Linked DNA regions of Delphinus delphis: region 2 is linked to region 1. Evidence: chromatin contacts called from public Hi-C data. All regions are on one chromosome and are shown on one strand. The core of a region is the stretch at or near the end of the contact, and the rest is flanking DNA. Distances in the headings are between cores, read along the strand shown. Region 1 holds the start of DEPTOR (DEP domain containing MTOR interacting protein). Region 2 holds the start of COL14A1 (collagen type XIV alpha 1 chain).

Region 1 (2,952 bases), core at 182-2,681:
TAATTCTGACCTCCAATATTTACTTTCTCAACCTAAGGGCAGCAAGCAGGGTGGTTACCAAACCTTTAGGGATCGTTGCAAGAGTCTCTCTCCTTCGGGTCCTGAAACACAGCATTTTAGAAACCAAAACGAGCCTGGAGATTCAGGCCAAGAACTAGAAGTAAGAGGCAAGCGCACCGTTGCGATGGGACAGGGGCCGGCATGCAAGTTTTGGCTCAACCACTGTAAAGCCAAGGGGTTTTTCCCCTGGCAAACTGATTAATGACCACAAGACGCAGCTGCGGAACCGGTCATACCATAAGGAGAATTCTCAAACATGAATCCAAGAAGGACCAGGATGGGATGGAAATGATAAAGTGGGCGGGAGGGGGTCCTGAATCTGGGGGTAACTGCCTGTCCTGGACGCAGTGACACACATCAAGTCCCAATTCTTGCAGCAGCCGGGGGCCAATGGACCCTGCTACCTAAAATGTGCGCGCTGGGGGAGCTGGCAGCAGGGCAGCGGGACAAGGTGCCTCCACGCCCCCTTGCGGACCCAAATAATGACGGATGAGTATGTGCCAATTAAGTGATAGGTACAGTGTTTCAGAAATGTTCTCAGTTTAGCCCCCACCACAACCATTCAAGGAAGTTGCCGTGATCAGCCCCATTTTACAGATGAAAATACTGAGGCTCAGGGGAGTGAAGCCAGACTTGCAAGCCAAAAGTAAAACCTTAAGTGAAAGGGATTTGGTCTGGCTCCTTTTATCTAGGAGTAAAGGGGCTGGGGTTGGGGCCGGCGGGGGGCCCGGCGGGGGGCCCTTCACCCACTCCTCTTGCTCTCTGAGCGGAGGAGGAGCTAGCTGTCAGCCAGGAGGCCTGGCAGCTCCCGGGTGCCCGGGCAAAGACGGCGCGCGCGGTCGGCAGCAACGCGTCTGCGGGGCGCAGGGCTGCAGCAGCTGGGCGAGGGCGCAGCAAGCACCGCGCGCCCGCCCGCGTCAGCCTCGGGAGCCCGGCGCCAGTCCGGAGTCCTCAGGGCGCCGGGCTGCAGCAGCTAAACGGCGGCGCGGCGCGGACGGTCGACGCGTCCGCAAGCGTCCCGGAGCGCCGCGCGAGTCGCTAGCCACGAGCCACGGCGCGCGCGCGCGCGCGCGACTGCCACGGACACTGGCTGGCAGTGCCACCGCTAGCCTCCCCCGGCACTGCCCCTCATCTTACCGTAGCTGCTCTCCGGTGACCAGGACCTCAGCCATGCGCTCCAGCTCCCTTTGCTGCGCCCCGCCACTCCCGCTGGTGCTGCTGTCGCTGCCACCGCTGCCAGCGCTGTTGCCCTCCTCCATGGTCGGGGCTGCGCCGCTACCTCTGTCTTCGCGGTCCGCCGCGGGTTCGGGTATTAAATCAGCCTGCCCTCACTGAGGCCTCCCCCGCCATCTTTGTTAGGGGCCGTCCCGTAGTTCACACGCGATTGGCTGGAGAGGGAATCCCTTGTGGGTAGGCTGAGGCGCTCGGCGAGTCCGCCCCAGTAACTCCAGCTTGGGGGCGTGGCTGGAGCCCCGCGTGGTCGGGGGCGGGGCCGAGAGAGGAAAATATCAACATCTGGGCGGGGGGCGGTTCTGCGCTAATTGTGCTGTTTGAGGTCGAGTTCGTTGTGGACCTCTCCCATTACCCACAAAGCTCATGCTGTGGGATCCTGGGGACGGGCGGGGAGGTTACTAGACAAGTGTGGAGGCGTTTTTATGATACTGTCCATGTCCCAAATTGCCAGAGAGTGAAAATAATAATTTAGCTAAATAGTGAACAATGAAGGCTGTACATGTCATTGCAGGGCTTTAAAGAAATTAAAGCAACGTCCTCACCAAAGACAGCTTACTTACCTTACGGTGTAGTCAATAAAGAACGCTGGCCTGGGAATCAGACAGACCTGGGATCCAGCTCCACACCTATAATTTTGTAACTAAATGTGCTTAATCCCCAGTTTCTTCCTTTACAAAATAAAAATAATTGTGGCTATCATCTGTTGACAATCTGCTGCATTAAAGACGCTTCAGGTAGCTGTTACCGTCTTTAACTGCAACAAATTATAAAATGAGTATTGTCCTCGTTTTACTCAGGAAGCAGGCCCGGAGAGATGGGGTAACTTGATCCAAATTCTGCATAAAGTAGGAAAATCGTTTAACAGAAGTAGAGGTCCCGGAGATAACGAGATTAACTGGCTGTTGCTCATGTTTTAATTCTGTAATCATTACATAGACTATCAAAAGTTTGCATGGGGGGGGCTTTCCTGGTGGCGCAGTGGTTGCGGGCCCGCCTGCTGATGCAGGGGACGCGGGTTCGTGCCCCGGTCCGGGAGGATCCCGCATGCCGCGGGGCGGCTGGGCCCGTGAGCCATGGCCGCTGAGCCTGCGCGTCCGGAGCCTGTGCTCCGCAACGGGAGAGGCCACAACAGTGAGAGACCCGCGTACCGCAAAAAAAAAAAAAGTTTGCGTGGGCTTCAAGCTCAAAAATGAAGTTTCTGTCCTGATTCTGTCCTTTACCAACTTTGCAAACTTATGCTAGTTACTTAACTTTTCTGGGCCTCAATTTCCTATCGATAAAACAGGAATAATTCCTACTTTATAGGGATGTTGTATGGCTTAAATGAAATAACATTACGAAAAATTTCCAAGAACATGCTATGTATTCAATAGATGTTCTCTTTAATATCATTACTGCTTTTAATACGAAGAAGAGAAAGAAGGAAAAAAAGAAATTCTTGCCAGATACTTTCCATTATGAGTTTTTGATGCTAGACAAAACACTTTTCCTCAAGTTATCTCTAATGAATTTTTTATTATTAATAGGCCTTCAGAATGAAGAAAAGAGAAGTGCAGACCTAGCCCCACTAAATCTCTCTTTGATTTAATGGTTTTAAGCTTTTTGAAAGTGCAAAATGAAAAAAAAATTTTACCTGTTCCTAATTATCCATTGTTCAAG
Region 2 (2,952 bases), core at 207-2,706, 170 kb before region 1:
CATTTGAGATATCTCTTGAATAAAAAAAAAAAGGTCTATGGGCTTCCCTGGTGGCGCAGTGGTTGAGAGTCCGCCTACCGATGCAGGGGACACGGGTTCGTGCCCCGGTCCGGGAAGATCCCACATGCCGCGGAGCGGCTGGGCCCGTGCGCCATGGCCGCTGAGCCCGCGCGTCCGGAGCCTGTGCTCCGCAACGGGAGAGGCCACAGCGGTGAGAGGCCCGCGTACAGCAAAAAAAAAGTCTATGGACCAGGACCTACCTTAATTTCTGTTATGGGGCTTCTCATTGCAGAAAGACCCTGCGGCATCTTCTCTTGCAAACACAGAATCCACACCCAACCGAAATCCGCCAAGTCCGAGACCCGCCCTTCCCTCTCGCTCTCTTCACAGTTCACGTCCAACTCTCCACCCAGTTTGTGGGCTGGATTCTGCAGAAGGGAGGGGCCTCTGTTAATCTTGTCAATGCGTCTCACCTTTTTAATAGGAGACAAATTACTTACCTCTTTTCACGTGTTTTAAATGATGTGACTCTTGGCTTGGTCTTGTCCTAAATAAACAGCAAAACGTCAGGCAGATCCAAGCATTCAGATATCTTCTGACTCACTGGGAAGCTGTGAGCACAAAGACAACCCCAGGCTATAGGCTGGGTGGGAGAAGCTTCCAGATTTGAGGACTCCTTTTCTTTTTTTTTTTTTTTTGTGTTACGTGGGCTTCTCACTGTTGTGAGAGCCATATATGGAGTTTGAGCCATATAATTATAGAATGTTAATTGTAGACTGTAAATAATTCTCATTCTAGGGTGTGGGTTCAGTCTGTTTCCTACAAACTCAGTTGTTGTTTCATAATGTCCGAGGTACTGGGGGTTTCCTAACCATAACATCCATGATCCAAGGGGTGGCTTTTCTTTGTTTGCTAAATACTGCAGCACTCTGGATACCTGCTCAGTTCAGTCACTGCGGGTCTGCCCCTCTTCAGCCAGATCAATAATCTGCTCCTGCTGTATCAGTGGATGTGATGAGAGTGATTAGAGTTTGCTTCCTGTGATGAGAGCCTGACTAATTGTGTTAAAATAAAGCAACGTTCTGACTGGTTTTGTTTTCTCTTTAAGCAGAAACATGGACACTATGACATTTCCTGTGTAAAACCAGTAAAATAACCTCTGATTGGCTAAAACTAGGATTTACTCTTAACTGTTTCACTTCCAACTGTATATAAGCCAGTCCTTTTTTTTTTTTTCCTTCTATTTTTCTTTTTTTTAGCTGCATCAGGTCTTAGTTGCAGCACATGGGTTCTTCTTTGAGGCATGTGGGATCTTTCGTTGCAGCACGGGCTCTTCGTTGTGGTGCGCAGGCTTCTCTCTAGTTGTGGCGCGCGGGCTCCAGGGCGTGTGGGCTCTGCAGTTTGTGGCATGCAGGCTCTCAAGGACCTACTGTATAGCACAGGGAACTCTGCTCAATATTCTGTAATAACCTAAATGGGAAAAGAATTTGAAAAAGAATAGAAAAATGAAAAAGGAAAAGAATAGATATATGTGTATGTATAACTGAATCACTTTGCTGTACACCTGAAACTAATACAAAATTGTTAATCAACTATAGTCCAATATAAAATAAAAATTAAAAAATAAAATAAAAGGAAAAAAATAAAAAACTGGTGACCTTTGAGATGGAGGCTGCTCCATCAGCCTGAGTCCTGGAAGGACAAGGTGGAGCTGTGTCCCCAACCACCTTGTGAGCCAGACAAAACGCTGGCTGCTTTGAGATTTGGAGATTGTGTATTACGGCAGCAAAACCCGGTGGGTCTGGCAGCTTCCGTATGCTCTGTAAAACGTATGTTTCAATTGTGTGTGTGTGTGTGTGTGTGTGTGTGTGTGTGTGTGTGTGTGTATGCTGAGTCATGATGCAAAATGAATCTCTTACTGTACATTATAATCAAGAAGTTTGCTAGCTAATGATACCGATTGCAGTTTTACCTTATATCATCTCTCGGTAAAAAGATTAGCACTGGGGCTTCCCTGGTGGCGCAGTGGTTGAGAGTCCGCCTGCCAATGTGGGGAACACGGGTTCGTGCCCCAGTCCGGGAAGATCCCACATGCCGCGGAGCGGCTGGGCCTGTGAGCCATGGCCGCTAAGCCTGCGCATCCAGAGCCTGCGCTCCACAAAAAAAAAAAAAAAAAAGAGTAGCAGTGGAAGGACCCTGAAAAATCATCTAGTTCCATGCTCTCATTTTAGAGATGAGAATTCAGAGGCCGAAAGAAGTCAAGTCATTTCTCCGAGGTCACAAGGTGAGCAAAGGACTAGGACTCAAACACATGTTAGACTTCAAGCTGGTGCTTTACCACGAAACCCTGCTTTGGGGCTGATCTTGTGAAAGTGCTTTAAAACTACAAAACCTCATAAAAATGTCAAGTAATGAAATTATTACAATAACTAGTCAAGTAAGTTGGTAAAAGGCCTAGGCTTTGTCAAACCTGGTTTCAAATGCCGGCTCTGCCACTTATGAGCTATATAACCTTGGGGACATTATTTAATCTCTCTGAACCTCTGTTTCCTTATGTGTAAAATGACAATAATATTATGTATGTCCTATTTTCCTGATGAGTAAATGAGATAATAAATGCAAAAGTCCTAGCACAAGGCACATCTCATAGTAAGTGCTAATAAGTTATTGATATTTGTAGTAAATATAATGCCAAAGAATTTGGTTTGGAATAACCACAACACAAAAAGCAATGCCTGGCCTTGGAAAGAGCCAGGGTTTAGTGCAGAACAAGGTTTCTCAACTGTAGCACTATTAAAATTTGGAGTCAGATGATTCTTTGTTGTGAGGGCTGTCCTGTGCACTGTAGGATGTCTAGCAGCACCCAGGGATGCTACCCACTAGATGCTCCGAGTATGTTTCCAGACATTGATGAATGTCCCCTGGGGGCAAAATCAATCCCAGTTGAGAACC

Evidence for each region. A called contact is a pair of places that touch in the nucleus more often than the background predicts.
Region 2: a contact with region 1 is called in a Hi-C map of lung, with 7 times the contacts expected there. The contact joins the promoter of COL14A1 here to the promoter of DEPTOR in region 1. A contact is called at or near these places in 3 of 3 Hi-C or Micro-C datasets (lung and muscle).

Annotation. Positions count from the first base shown.
Region 1 is chr17:61,802,725-61,805,676 of mDelDel1.2, reverse strand. It overlaps DEPTOR (DEP domain containing MTOR interacting protein), which reads right to left and starts at 1,431. Exons shown (of 9, transcript XM_059995126.1): 1 at 1,198-1,431. The coding sequence starts at 1,319.
Region 2 is chr17:61,972,185-61,975,136 of mDelDel1.2, reverse strand. COL14A1 (collagen type XIV alpha 1 chain) reads right to left here and starts at 1,456. Exons shown (of 49, transcript XM_059995120.1): 1 at 261-1,456.